Regions from separate parts of the Oryctolagus cuniculus genome. Here region 1 is linked to region 2. A link is a contact called in public Micro-C data. All regions are on one chromosome and are shown on one strand. Each heading gives the region's core, a stretch centred on a gene start, on an enhancer-like site or on the middle of the called end of the contact. The rest is flanking DNA. Distances are from core to core; before and after follow the strand shown.

Region 1 (7,452 bases), core at 3,778-6,277, 310 kb after region 2:
CAGCAGAGAGCTAAGCGGCTATCCCGGTAGCAAAAGAAAGCGCTATGACTGACAAGGGTATTCTGTGTGGCTACTGGGAGAAGGGGCGGCAAGGCCTCTCTACTCCCCCGGGAAAGCTTGGCAGCCCATTCCTAGGCAGGGCTTGGCATGGGGGCCCAGGGACTCAAGGCCCCTACTCTATAGTTCCCTGGGGAAAGGACCTCATTTTTTTTCTTTGCCCTATCTGAAGTGCTCAGATACTGCTCCAAAGATTCTTAGGAATGCTAAGCACTGGCACGACTTCCTTAGACTTGTGTCTCTGCCTTCTATGTGAGTCAGTGGACACTAAAGTCCCCACATCCAGAGGCCACCTGCCCATCACATGGCAGCACCCTGTGACCAGGACTAGGACTCCCCCATCAGACTAGGGCAGGAAGCAGGTGACTCTCCTGGAACTCCAGGCCGGGACGATGCAGGTCAGTCGTGAGAACACAACCCCGGCCATGAGAACACAACCATGGCACTGAGGTGGACGCTCTGTTCCTCTTGCATATCATGGCCTCCGCCTCCCTGACAGCTGTGCCCCAGGCCAGATCCTGGCCTCCCTGTACTCACTCCATCTGCCCAGGGCCAGTTCTTATCAAAGAGCCTGCCACTGTCCTCCTTAGGCCCTCTTGCCAGGGATCAAGTCACATTCATAAAACAGTAGCCCCCTTTGCACTTCTCTATGTCTGCACGAAATGGAATGAATTCTCAATGCATTTGGGAGACAGAAAAATACTAGCAAGTAACCCCACACAGGAATTGCTGTGGTGGAAAAACATTGTCATGTGGGGGAAATTTAAAGCCCTCTCTGTCCCCCCACACCAGCACGCCAGTCACTCTGCCTCCAGGCTCCCTGGCATCCCCAACAAGCCAGAGGCAGCCATACCATGCTTCCATCCACTGCAAGGCTGTGGAGGAGTGGGCAGGCGCCTCAGCCAGCACCAACCCCAAGCTTGCCTCCCGAGGGGCTCCCTGCCTTTAGAGATACCGAGCATAAAACAGAAGCAGAGAAGATACCATGGCTGCCCACTTCCAGCAGCGACCCAACCACTTTTTGTCAGGAAATCGCAAACCTTTCTGGTTGTGGTGCAAGCCTGTTTCCACCTGCCACGGACTTGGAGCTCGGCTCCGTGATGTGCTGCCTGGCTCTGGCCTCCATGGGGGCAGCGATATTGTATCAGGGTTACCTGACTTCTGGATCTCTGGTTGACATGTGTGAGTCTCCTTCCAGCATGCTGAGGTCCGAGAGCGATGGACAGGTGGGGAGGACGGGTTCTTCACTCCACCCTCCTTGGAAGGCTCTCACCAGGCATGGCCAGGCCCCCAGTCATCAGATTCTCCAGGGCAGCGGCTGGGGTACTGTGGGGCTGGGGGTGCTGGGCCCCAGGCGGCACCTGTGGAAGAGGAAACTCTTATGTTTCAAGTCTGGTGTGAGATGCAGTCCAGCAACGTGAAGTTATGAAAGACAGCGCTCAGGACCCAGTGAGGCTCTGCAATGCTGGTCCTGGGAGGAAGCGCCTGGCATCTGATTGGCTTGGGATCCAGGGCAGACACTGGAATCCCCACCCTGGAGCCCTTGGCTCCCTTTTCTTGACTACTGGCTACTCTCAGTGTGCAGAGGAAGATCCACAAGACAGTCTTGGTAAAGCAAGGCAGTAGGGAAGGGAAGGACAGCCCAAGGAGCCTCCAGGTCACGTGTGTTATCCTAGAGCGGGCTCCAAATGGCCCGGCAAGGCAGGTAGGCACATCTCCATGTAGCGTCAGAGGTGGCCTTGGTGAAAGGAGGAAGGGGTGGAGGGAAAGGCCTCTGGTCTCAGGCAGCGTCAGGTCAGCATCAGCGGCAGGGGTCTCTCTAGGCACCACCCACCTCTCGCCATGCAGTGGGCTGTTTCACAGCAGTGGATAACATGACATCTCATCCCTAACCGTCACATGGTAAGAGAAATGGACTCGCTCGTATTCCCAGGATGCTCATCAGGGCTCCTGCTCCATATTTCAGAGATGCTCCTGGCTCTCCCTCCTGGGGCTCAGCTTCATTCCCAGATGGTGCGGGAGCTCCTGGGGTGTGGTCAAGCAGGGCTATGCCAGAGGAAGGAGAGACCCCCCATCTCCCCATGTCTCTGTGTCCCTGTCTTTGGTGTGAGGAGACTTTCCTGGAAGCCCCTCATAGCTCCTTCCTAAATCCTTGCAGGCAAGAGAGGCATCGCCATCCGGTTCAGCAGACCCGTTAGTGGGGCCTCAGGCTCTCTGAGTGCCATGGCTGCCTCTACAAGCTGCTCCCGAATCCCTGCAGGAGCCCCCCTCCCAGCCCCTCCTGCACCAAGCAATGCTACAGACAAACAAAGGAAGGACCCCACTGTCCAGCCCCAGGGCCTCACAGACCAACAAGGGTGTAAGACAACAAGGAGAGACCCCACCTCGGCCAGCTCCTTCCCAGGCTTCAGCAAGAAAGCTCTGTAGAGTGAGACAGGGAGGGCCCTAGGTAGAGAGAGGGGCTCAGCTGGCCCCATAGCAGGTATTTCACTGGGGCTAAGACCTAGAGCCTGGGCACTTGGGGCAATGTGCATGCAGAGGTGGGCACCGGGGGACGGCATAGGGAGGGGCCGTGAGCTTAGGAGGGAAGCTGGGGGACAATCTGAGAGCAGGGAAGGCTCAAGTTTGTGTCTGGCAAGTGTCTCCCCTCTTCTAAATCACACACCTCCCATGGAAGACCTTCTCCCGGGAAGACCAGTGAGGGCTTGTGGGGCAGGAGGACAAGGGCAGGAGTCGGGGAGCTCACGAGGAAGGGAGCAGGGGGTATGGAGATGCCCTAGGCAGGCTGCAAGGAGGGGGCTCCTCCCACCCATGGACCCCAGGAAGCCCCTGGCAAGGAAGGAGGCTCGGCAGCTCTCCCCCTCAGGTCCAGGGAAGACAGGAAAACTTGGGAGAGTGTGCCCCCCGCTGGCCAATGGGGACAGGAGCGACCACCCAGGCAGGCCCAGGCCCAGGCCTCAGGTAATTTCCCCAGGGGCCATGCAGTCCAGGAAAGGCCAGCAAGCCCCAACCCCCCACCCCCACCCAGAACATTTGTCTTTTTGGTCCTGGGCCGGGGGTGGGGGGGGGGTGGGGGGGGGTGTCTGAGGGCCCCTTCTACCCCGGAACCTGGTGGAAGTGATCCTACGGCCTCAGCCCCTTAGCCCCAGCCTCTCTAAGGCCTCTTTCTCTGACACCAGGCCTGGATCCCAGGGAGGAGGCTGGGCAGGCCACAGTCCCAAGGAATTCCCAGCCCAGCTGGCTCCAAAAATGAGGCTAAAACACAGTCTCCGCCAACCCAAATGGGACCGAGGGGTGCCTGCCCTGCTGCGACAAGCCTCACACAAGGGAGGCTGGAGGCCAAGGGTTTGCTGCCCCGGGGTTTCACTCACTCTGATGATCAGGCTTCTAAGGGAAGCCAGGAATTGAGCCAATTTGTTTCTTTCTCATTTATGACAGAGATCAAGATTTTTTTCAAAGGTTTCCCCCAGGACACTCTACTTCCATTCCAGCTTCCTGTTAATGCACCATGAAGGCAGAGAATGACAGTCCAAGAGCTTGGGTCCCTGCCACCCGTGTGGAATATCGTGATGGAGTTCCTGACTCCTGGCTTCAGCCTAGCCCAGGGCTGTTGTAGTCATTTGGGGAGTGAACCAGCAGATGGAAGATCTCTCTCTCTCTCTTTCTCTCTCTCTCTCTCTCTCTCTCTCTCTCTCTCTCTCTCTGCCTCTCTCTCTCATGCTCTGCCTTTCAAATAAATAAATAAATAAATATTAAAAATCCAACAAGGCCTCCCCAGAGCTGAGAAACACGTGATGTGATGGGCTGGCGCCGCGGCTCACTAGGCTAATCCTCCGCCTTGCGGCGCCAGCACACCAGGTTCTAGTCCCAGTCGGGGCACCGGATTCTGTCCCGATTGCCCCTCTTCCAGGCCAGCTCTCTGCTATGGCCTGGGAGTGCAGTGGAAGATGGCCCAAGTCTTTGGGCCCTGCACCCCATGGGAGACCAGGAGAAGCACCTGGCTCCTGCCATCGGATTAACGCGATGTGCCGGTCGCAGCGCGCCGGCCGCGCCGGCCATTGGAGGGTGAACCAACAGCAAAGGAAGACCTTTCTCTCTGTCTCTGTCTCTCTCTCTCTCACTATCCACTCTGCCTGTCAAAAAAAAAAAAAAAAAAAAGAAAGAAAGAAAAGAAACACGTGATGGTGTTCCCCATCCCCTTCTGTCCTGGATGAACCTCTCCCGCTACAGTTGAAGCCTCTGGGACACAGGGGTGTTGGGGGCAAAGGCCACCGAGGAAGAAAACAGGGCTCCCATCTTTGGAGGCCCCCAGTCTGGTGGTTCCTGTCCTTAAAGAGCCCCCAGCCTCTGGGGGAGACGGGCCAGCCCTCCTCAGAGGATGGCGGCCCAAAGCAGACAAACACACAAAGTAGAGCAGAAATCATAAACACATTTTATTTCTAAATAATTTTAAAACCACTAGCATTGTAGCAAATTGGAATATATTTCCAGAATCGACTCAAAGAGTTTTTTTTCTTTTACGGCAACATATGAAAAATGTCATTTAAATATCCACAGCAGCTGTACCACATGTTAGGCTCTTAGGAAAACACTCTCATTCCTTTCATCAAAGTCCCTTGATTAATGTTCCACTTTTCTTTGACACTTTTTCCGTAGGTTTTTTTTTTTTTTTAAATCAAAGCCTGCACTATTATCTGGAAGAAAATTAAACCGATAAGATTTAATGTCTGCTATAGTCTACAATCATGACAAAAAATAAATAAAATATCATTTAGGCCTTGGGCCAAATGCAAATGAGCATTAAGCAGAGGGTGCATCCTTACTGGAGGCTTCTGGGAGAGGTGAGGCTGGAGGAGGCAGATGGAGGAGCAGGAAGGGCCTGCGTGGGCACCAGTGGGGGTGGCTGGTGTGAAAGTTTGCAGGCGGGGAGGGAGGCAGAGGAGGCCTGGGCAGAGGCGGCTTCGCAGCCAGGGCGTCCCAGCACGCGGAGCAGAGGCAAACACACCCCACCCTGAGAGAATGCCACGGATGCCCAAGGGCCACCTGCAGCAGGGGCAGCGGGCACTGCTGGGATTTTGTGAATGGGACTGGGAGGGAGGCAGCTGACTGGGGCTGAGAGAGAAGCCGAGCGCGGGAAGGAGGGCGGGGGAGCGGCGAGCCAGAAGCTGCGCCAGTGGGAAGGCTGGGCAGATGGAGTGAGGGGAAATCGCAGCGTGTCTGGCACGGCAGCTGATGCCATAATTTAAAGGTCAGCTCAGTGGAAAAGGAAGAGAAAACGGGGGAGGGGGGTGGTGTTGGGATGACTTTGCTTCCACAGGACAGCACTTAACCCCTTGCGTGCCGGTGCTCTCCTCTCCTGGTGGGACATCCTAGGACTGGGATGGGAGGGGTGAGGTGGCTGCGCCCACAGCATGGGCTCTGCCTCCTGCCTCCTCCCTCCTCCTCTTCGCACCTCATCAGAGTAGAAGCAACTCAACCTCCCCAAACCTCAGCTGCTCCCTCCACAAAACAGGGCTGGGAACACCTGATCCTGGCGGGGTTTGCTGGGAAAGGCGAGTGGCGCCCTGGGTGTAAGGACCTGGGGGAACAGTCTGAAAGTGGCTCACCTTTCTGGGCTTATCTAAAGGAGGCGGCTCAAATTTACCTTTGAGAAAGAGGGTGGTCCCTTTGTTCTGGGAAGACCACCATTTAGGCAAATCAATCAACATAAATAAAAAAAATCTTGGAGGCATTCTGCATCCCAGGGCAACATCCTGGGACACAAGTGGTCTCCCTGAGCCCGCAAAGCTGTGTGGCTGGCATCACCAGCTCCTGCCTTTGCCGCCGCCTTGCCCCGGCTCTACGTGGGAACAGGGACACCGCTCAGCAGCAGCCCCCGTCTCCTGGCTGGGCTGCTGCTTCGAGAGGAATGCTACTTTTCTCCATATGGACTTGGACTGCCTCGTGCCTATAAATTATGGCAAGTTCGCAGGGAGCTATGGAGGTTTTTGTTGGAAGAGGTATGTGCCGGAGGGCTGAAGGGGAAACCCCCAGGGGTTGCAGGAAGGACCCGGAGGCCTGGACTTCAGCTCAGACTGGGGGAGGCCGCGTGAGGGAACTAGACGGTGCAGGCTGCCTGCTGGGGGCGAGGTAAGGGTGAGAAGCCCTCACTGAACGGGGGTGCTCCCTATCCGGTGCCAAGCCCACAGGCAGTTCATCTCTGGAGGCACAGGACGAAGGACTGGAGGGCTTGGGAGCGTGGAGCCTCGTCTGCACTCTGCCTGAAGACCCTGGGAGGGCCACAGTGCTCCAGCCTCCACAACCCAAGGGCTGGCCCGAGTCCCACTAGCCTCTCACTTCCCTCTGTCATCTCAGACTCTTTGGTGATTCTTTAAGGTCACAGCCGAGATCCCCTGCTGCCCCTCCTACCAAGACGTGGCTCTGAAAGGCTCAGCTGCAGAGACGGTGACGGTGGGTACAGCGGTGTGGCAGTGACAGGGAAGAGAGAATCCTTCCTCACACTCCTCCCCAGGGCAGCTGGAGCAGCCACGCTCTGAGCTAAGACACCTGGGGTGCGGCACTTTCTGCTGGCCTCCCGGGCTGAAAAAGGAAGGCCTCCACCCCTGGGAGCCCCATGACTGGGACACTTTAGCTCTAGCTTGCACCTAGCTGGGCCCTCCGGCTACATGTTGGGAGAGACCCCAGGCTGACATCACACAGGGATGGCATCACCCTGCTTCCCGCCTCCCCCCTTGCCTGTCCTTAGTCCCTGGTCCCTTCTTCCCTGGGCCTCAGTGAGTAGGCAGGAACACCTCAGGGACACCCCGGCTGTGTGTGTGCCAGGGCGGGGCAGCAAGGGTGAGGACGGGCAGGATGACCTGCCCAAAGAGCGTCCTACAGGGAGACAGTGGCACACCTGCATTGCAACCCTTCCCCTTATGGTTGGTGGGCAGCACAAGGAAACTCTGGGGTAGCCTCAGGGCTGCCACAGGGGAGGGAGAGACACTTCCTCAGTCCACTTGAGGGCAGCAAGAGTACCCTGGGGTGAGCAGCAAGCTCCGGAGTGACCACCAGAGGGCTCGGGGGACCCTGGGAAGCTGCCTCTGGAGGGCAGCCTGCCCTGACCCATGGCCTGGCTTGTAGCCCTTGAGCAGATGAGAAGGTAGTGAGCTTCTCGTCTCAACAGGTATGAGATGGAAGCGGAAGTCCTTTGTCATGCAAGAGGTTGTCACAGGTCCACCTAGCTCCGAGATCCTGCTGACATGGCCCAGGCAAACCAGCACCGCGTTCCCAGCAGGCAACCACACACTTAACACCCTGTCACCGGCCATCAAGGAGACAGAGAGGACAGAACCCGCCTGGGATGGGGGAGACAGACACAAGTTTCATTCACAGTCTCAGCAGAGCCAAATGCAG
Region 2 (7,495 bases), core at 513-3,012:
TCGCAGGAGGAGAGCCCAGCTGACAGACAGATGCACCGGCGCACAGACACACACGGCTCACAAACCTGCAGACGCCCCACCTCGCTCCCCAGACGTCGGGCCGCTGCAGGACACACGCGCGCGCATACGCAGGTGCGGCCCCGGGCCACACGCACACCTCGCACTGGCACGCGCTCTGTGTCCTCTGCGGCCGGCTCCGGGAAGGTGGCCGCGCTCACCGGCTGGTTTATTTACTCATTTGTATCAATGAACGTTTGTGCCCGACTTCTCCCGCCTCCGGGTGCCCGGGCCGACGCATTTGTTCCCAGCGCCGCCGGACGCTAGCCCGGACCAGCATCGGGGCTCCTCCGACGCTGCGGGCTGCCGCTGGCGGGGATTGCAGCGTGGGGAGGGGGCCTGTCTCGATGTGTCAGGGAGGGGCTGCGGCGCTGGCAACCCCGGGACGCGGACGGGGACGGGGAACCTCGGGGTCCTGGAGGGTAAGCGCCCCAAATGAGGGAGATGGCACTTGGTATTTGAGGTTTGGGAATGTAGATAGAAGATGAGGGACTAGGAGAGGTGGGATGGAGAGTGGCAAAGGAGCAGTCCCAGGAGGTGGGAGCCGGCGGGTCCCGTGCGATAGGAGCTCGAGGCCCCAGGCGCAGGTTCACGGGTGCTGGGCGCACCCCCACCCTCCCTCAGTCAAGAGGGTGGTCTGGCCAGGTCCAGCTCTGCCGCGGCTATGGCCCACGGGAGATTGCCCGGAGCGAGCGCAGGAGGTCGGGGACCCAAGAGCGAGCAAAAGAGAGAGGGGAGTAGCCGGGCAGCTAAGCGGGCACCCCGCGAGTGCGCACCGCGTGTGCGCGCGTGTCTCATCTCGTCCGTCTGTAGGTGCCGGGCTCCGCGAGACGCCGGCGAGAAGAAGAGGAGGCGAGAGGTGAACTGAGTTTGATCCTGCGGCGGCCACAAGTGGGTCCCGGGCGGCGGCGGCGGCGGGCGGCGGCGGCGGCGGCGGGCGGGGCGGGGCGGGGGGCGGCCGCGCTCACACGCTCCGGCCGCGGGCCCGGCCTCTCACCACGCCTCCCGCTTTGTGCGCGCCCACGGCGCAGCCTCCCGCCTCTATATAAACACACGCATCGCCTCGCATTGACTTGAATTCACATTGAGAGACGCTTTTAAAACCACCAGCCCTGAAATCCTGCCTCCTGCTTCCCCCTCTCTCATTCCTCTCGCCTGCCTTTCTTTCCCCCCCTTTCTTCTCCTAGCAGCAACTCCAGAGCCGAGAGACCGCGTCCCGGGACGGACTGCCTTTTAATTGATACAATAGCCCAGCTCGGGTTTTCCACCTCCTCCCCCCAACCCCACCCCGCCTCACCCCTCCCGCCCGCCGCCGCCACCGCCGCCGCCGCTGCCGCCGCTGCCTCCCCAGCGCCCGCCCGGGGCTCTGTCGCCGGCTGCGTCCCGTCCCGGCCGCGGCCCGCCGGCTCCGCACCCGCGCTCGGGCCGCGCCGCGCCTCGCCGCGCCCGCCTCGCCGCGCTGCCCGCCTTGCCCGCCTCGGGGTTCCGCGGCGGCTTCGGGGCTCGGGCGCGCCTCCCCGGGCAGCCCAGGGACGCTGGCCTCGGGCCTCTCCACTCGCCTCAGCTGGGGAGCCTTCTCCCTCGCCCCCAAAGTTTCTGGGTTCGTTGGAATTTTTGCATTCAGAATTTTTGCCCCCAACCTAGGAACTTGGGAGGACTACTTTAGACAAATCGATTGCACTTTCTCTCCCCTAGCTCTCTGTCCCCCCCCCTTTTTTTTTCTTTTTTCTTTTTCCCCCCGAGTAGGGGAAGGGGCTCACGAAAGAGAGAGAGGGAGAGAGGGAGAGAGAGGCTCTTGCTGGCCAAAGTTTTGCAAAGTTTTCCGAGTGTGATGGTTAGGGGGAGAGCAAGTCCACTAGCTTGATTTCAGGCTTCATCCCACCACCCCTAGAGCAGTCCCTAAGCCCGCCATAAAGGAACAAACAAACAAACAAACAAACAAAGTTACACCTCGAGTCGCCTCGTGTCTCCTCTCTTTCTTCTTCTAGGCAATTCGCACCCCACCCCCTCTCTCCGCTCCCCTCGCAGCCTCCACTCCCCTTCCCTCCAACCCTTCCTTCTCTGTTGCGGCTGGAGGTGCCAGGACCCTCGGCCACAGCCTCCCCTCCCCCGCCGCTCGGGTCCGGCCCTCCCCTCCCCCGCCGCGGCCGGCACAGCCAATCCCCCGAGCGGCCGCCAACATGCTCTTTGAGGGCTTGGAGCTGGTGTCGGCGCTGGCCACCCTCGCCGCGTGCCTGGTGTCCGTGACGCTGCTGCTGGCCGTGTCGCAGCAGCTATGGCAGCTGCGCTGGGCTGCCACCCGCGACAAGAGCTGCAAGCTGCCCATCCCCAAGGGCTCCATGGGCTTCCCGCTCATCGGAGAGACCGGCCACTGGCTGCTACAGGTAAGGGCGCGCTCGACCTGCTGCTCCCCGGGGTCCGCACGCTGCGAGCGCGGGCTGTCCGAGGCGCGGGCCGGGAGCTCCGGGAGCCTCGAGGCACGGGTCCCTGCCCCGCCCCTTCCCTGCCCGCAGCCCGCGCCGCCCGGGCTTCTCCTGCCCGCTGGAGGCGAGGTCCCGAGACTCCCGCGCCGCGTGCGCTGGCTCAGTGGGCTGCTCGGAGGAGTTTCCGGACCGGAGAGGGCTCCCACGGCTGACCCGGTGGTGGCGTGTGGAGAGCCCCGGGGGGCTCACCGCACGGCGCGAGTCCGAGGGGGCGCCCGGTTCCGAGCGGCTTTCGCCTCCCCTTCGCGCACTCCAGGCTCAGTAGCCAGAGGCTTCCTGGGCTTCGACGGGGTCGCGGAGCCTCAGAGCGGGCGGCGAGAGGAAGGGGCAGCCGCGGTGGAGTGAATTGTCCCTTTAAGGCCCGGGGTGTGTTCGCGCCATGAAGTCGGCTGCGCCAGGTACAGCTGCCCTGGCTCGCGGCGCGCGCAAACGTGTGTGTGTATGTGTGTGTGTGTGTGTGTGTGTGTGTGTGTGTGGTGGGAGAGGAAGAAGGCAACCCAAGGAAAATGAGAAGCCAGAGACCCGAGGGCTCTCGGCTTTCGGGGAAAAGGGTCTATTTACCTACTGGGTGGGGAGAGTTTACAGGAGAGAGAAACTTGGGAGAGGCGTGTGTGAAATCCATAGAAAGAGAGAGCGCGCGTGTTTGCTGTTAGACGCAGCGCAACCCTGCTCCGCTGGGTGATAATGGGGGTGGGGCGCGTTGGGGACCAGACCCAGGTAGGTAATGGAGAGATTAACCTGGAGTTAACCTCGTCAAATGCTAGACAATCGGTTTTGCAATTTGATACACACCAGGCTTTTGGGGGGCGGGTGTGAGGGGAGGTGGGGGCGCCCCTGTGGTAACAGTGAGGTGTGTGTGTGTGTGCGCGCGCGCGCCCGGGCACGCCTGAGTTTGTGTGTTTGGTGGTGCGTGCTGATGGGGGTGAGCAGGAACTTGGATGACCTGAAACAGGCGACTCCTGCACGGAGAGGTGAAGCGAAAGGTGAGCGCGGGGACTTGAGGGTTCGGTGGTGCGAAAGCTTGGCTTGAGATTAACAGACGCGTGCAATTCGCGCGCGCGCGCGCACGGCCCCTGACCGCCCGGGCCGAATGACAGCAGAGGGGGGCGCGCAGGGGGGCGCGCGGTTCCTCTGCTCGGTGGTCTTCGCAGGTCCCAGAGTCCACCCACGTCTTTCTGGGGTGGTTCATGGAATGGGGTGGATTCATTTCATCAAATCAGGCGACCACCCTCCCCACCCACCCCCGTCGAAGAAAGTCCCCAAAGCCTCTCCCTTCCTCCACACTTCAAGGGTTAAACTGCGGCGGTGGTCTAGGTTTTTGGCCGAGAACTTAGAAAATAAAATAACTCACATGGGCCGCGGCTCCCCCCTCGTTAGAGCCAATCTGCGGAATCCGCGGTCTGTCACCACCCGCCCCCCCCACCCCGTTCCCTGACCTTCCTCTGCCCTTCGTGTCCCCCTGAAGTTTTCTCAGAATCCCGCAAGGGGCCCCGAGGGGCCGCATCCAGCTCCTGCCGAAGTCTGGGAGGTGGAAACCTGCGCCTCGCATCCGTGCGCCCCGGGCCTCAGATTCCGCCGGGGGTGTGTGTGTGTGGGGGGGGATAACAGGGGTGCGTGCCCAGGGGCGCGGAAGGGGTTAACGCGAGCCCTCTAAAGCCCGGCGTTATTTTTTCGGAGTCATTTATCAGATTTTACGGGGAGACCGCCGAGGGCTCTCCGTTTCCACCGAGCGCCATCTAAACAGAGCCCAGGGCTAAAAATACAACATTTTTGTATAAATTGGACTCGTGGCCCGAGCGGCCGCCCCTATGAAAGTCCTCTTTGTGAAGACTGTGGAAACGGCGGACAAATAACTCTTTATTAATGCCACAAAAAACGCACTTTAATTATAGTTAGGCAGATCAGAGGCGGGGGGGGGGGTGGGGGCGAGGCGGCGGCGACCTCGGAAAATTCACAACCCAACTTTTGTGTCGAAAGAAAAGAAAAACAGAGGGAAAGAAGGAGAGGAGAGACGGAGGCAGACGGAGCGAGGGAGCCGGGCACGGCGCGCGGAGGGAGGGAACCCCGCTCCCCGCCTGGGTTGCACCCCACCTCCGCCTCTACTTTTCTTAAAGGCATAGACACCTCCAGCCCGCGGGAGAGCCGACGTCCCCGCAGCCCGGCCCCTTCTTGGTAGCGCGGGAGCTCCCGGCTCGCTCCCTGTCGCGCGCCCGGGGCCGGAGGAGCATGTGGAAAAGTGATTAGGGACCGGGTTCTGCAGAGTCACTTTTCGGCCGCGCCGGGGTGTGCACACAGCTAGCAGGAGAACAGCTTTCCGTGGAAGAAAGGAAGGAGAGGAGGGGGACCGAGCAAGAGAAGAGGGGTGGGGGGAGGCAGAGTTGTGTGCTCTCGGCTGCCTGACCCGGTAGGTGACAGCCTGAGGCCGTCTGTGTGCACGGGCACAGGTGGTGCCTTCCCGAGCTCGGCCGGGGCTGCCCCGGCAGGAGAAGGGTTAACACGGGGTGGGGTGGCTAGTGCCGACGTCAAAGGTGAGCTAGACGCCCCGGCCCCCGCCCCTCCGTGGTCCCCTCGGTTTCCGGCACCCGCGCGGGGCCGGCTCCGCAGGCTCTTCGGAGCGCTAGCCCGCGCCGGGGCCCCGCCGTCGCCGGCTCGCGCCGCAGCCACCGGGGATCCGGTTACCTGCGCGGGGCGCCCCGCCCGGTCCCGCCCGCCCCGCGGGAAGCGCCTTCCGCCGCGCTCCGGTTCCAAACTCCTGGGCGGCGGCGGCGAGAGTCCTGTCTTAGTTATTTCCAGGGCAAAACGCTTTAGAAAAGTCGCAGCTCTCGGCCCGTGACCCCGCCCTGCAGCGTGCTCGGAGGGCCGCCTTCTCCGCGCCGGCCACACCGGAGACCGGAGGGAACGCCAACCCCCATCTGTAGTGACTGCCTCCGGGCACGGACCGCTCACCGCTATAAATAATCCTTGGCCTGCGGCCACCCCGCGGGGTCTGCCAGCCCGTGGCCCGGAGCCTGGAAATATTTATTCCGAGGCTCCCGAGCGCGGGGTTGGGGGTGGGGGTCTGCGGCTCTAGCTGCAGGTCCAGCCGTCAGAGATACCTTTTCCCTCCCGAAAGTCATTACTAAAAACCGGCCTCCCGGGGGTGCTCCTGGGCCTCCTGCCTCCTTGCGTTATTTATTAGCCTCTGGGCCCTACTTCCCAGTTCTTGTGCACGCTATGAAAAATAAAACCTGCGTGTGTGTGTGTGTGTGTGTACGCGCGCGCGTGTGGTGGGGGAGGGCAGGTGACCGGTGCCGCGGGGTGGGGTCCGCCGCCCCTCCCCCGCCGGCTCTCCAGGCGCCCTGAGAGAGGTCTGCTGTGTGGCTCCCGCAGGGTTCCGGCTTCCAGTCTTCACGGAGAGAGAAGTATGGCAATGTGTTCAAGACGCACTTGCTGGGGCGCCCGCTGATCCGCGTGACCGGCGCGGAGAACGTGCGCAAGATCCTCATGGGCGAGCATCACCTCGTGAGCACCGAGTGGCCGCGCAGCACGCGCATGCTGCTGGGCCCCAACACGGTGGCCAACTCCATCGGCGACATCCACCGCAACAAGCGCAAGGTACGAGCCCTGACCCCTCCTTCGGTGCGCTTCGGGGTAAGAAATGCGCGACGCCAGGGGGACGCCCTACCCCGAATCGGCCTCCCACTTTTGCGCGCCACGCTAGAGGACCCCGCTGTTCCGTGTCTAGACGGCTTCGAGTTCGGATTCGAGGCCTGCAGAGCTTCTCCCCTCGCACCTCCTGCTGGCCAATTGCGCCTCTAGACCCAACGCGAGAAGGGCAGTCTGGGGGCCTTTGGGGCAGAGCTGGAACGTGCGGGGACTAGGCTCCCCAATGCTAGCACTGAAAAAAATACGGGGGCGGGGCCGTTGGCCAGCACTCCTCTTTTTGCCACGTTTCCCCAAGGAACCCCGAGAATACAGACCGATGCTTTAAAAAACCAAACCTGCATCTCTCCTGCCACACACCCCCGTGGGCAACCGCGGCACGACCTCGTCTGCGAGAGGTGTGGCGAGCCTTGCGCCCCTCCTCTCGCCGACCTAGACAGTGTGGGTAAGGGCGAGGGGTGGGAGAAGCCGAGGCGCCGGCTGGGGGATCAAAGCTCACCCACCGCCCCTTGAAGAGGAAGAGAAAGTGGGTGTTTATCCCGCGGATTTCCCGAGCGACTGGAAGCGGCGCGCAGGCGGCGAGCCGGCGCGCACGCAGCCGGCCTCCCCGCCCCCTCCCGGGGCGCGGCGCGGAGGCGCGGAGCGCTGGCGGCACGTGCTGTTTGAACTGCAGTAACCCGAAAGCTGAGCCGGCGGGCGGGGCTCTGGCTGCCAGAAAGGAGGCGGCCCGGCCTCCCGACTCCGTGTTTTCCGTTGGGTCAGGGGACTCCTCCAGGTTGGAAACCTAAGGGAAAGGGAGAGGAGGCCTCTCGTCTCCGGAGCCGCGGCGGGCGCGGGAGGGGGGCGACAGGGGCAGCCCTCTCCACCCGAAGCCTGGGTGTGCGGTAGTGTCAGGGGGTGTGGGGGGCTATGCCGTCCGGCCACGCAGCCCATCCTACCCTGATAGTCTCAGAACTGCCTGGGCAAAGGGAACCGAGGGATGGCCTCCGGGAGTGCCCCGTGAAGCCTGTATTCAGCCACGGGGAGGGCTCTGCAGGCCGCTATAGGGCAGCTTGGGAGCGAATGGGAGGAGGGGGCCGCAGGCCTAGGGATGAAGATTTTTCTCAAGTGCTGGGCGATGACTTCTAGCTCTCTGAGGCTTCACCCAAGGCCTGTGGCATGAAGCTGAGCCCCAGCGGAGACTCGGGAATCCAACGGCTGAGGTTGTGGCTGCTTCCTCATTGCACCTCCTTAGAGGCCTTGGGGAGAAAGGCGTTACTGTCCCTGGAGCACGGAGGAGACAGACACTGAGACTGTAGAGAGGTTGAGGAGAC

What was found. Hi-C and Micro-C count contacts between places; a contact is called where the count stands out from the background.
Region 1: a contact with region 2 is called in a Micro-C map of ear pinna, with 3 times the contacts expected there. The contact joins the enhancer-like site here to the promoter of CYP26B1 in region 2. A contact is called at or near these places in 2 of 6 Hi-C or Micro-C datasets (ear pinna and psoas muscle).

Annotation. Positions count from the first base shown.
Region 1 is chr2:131,052,839-131,060,290 of mOryCun1.1, forward strand. LOC127488392 (a long non-coding RNA gene) reads right to left here. Exons shown (of 4, transcript XR_007916088.2): 3 at 1,212-1,418. Among named protein-coding and RNA genes, the nearest start is that of DYSF, 300 kb to the right of the region's middle. Within about 2 kb of position 5,028, at least 1 of the 8 cell types and tissues checked has an H3K27ac peak or open chromatin away from gene starts, as enhancers often do. A contact at or near this core is called in ear pinna, where this site is marked.
Region 2 is chr2:130,743,665-130,751,159 of mOryCun1.1, forward strand. It overlaps CYP26B1 (cytochrome P450 family 26 subfamily B member 1), which reads left to right and starts at 1,763. Exons shown (of 6, transcript XM_051842766.2): 1 at 1,763-2,441; 2 at 5,910-6,134. The coding sequence starts at 2,238.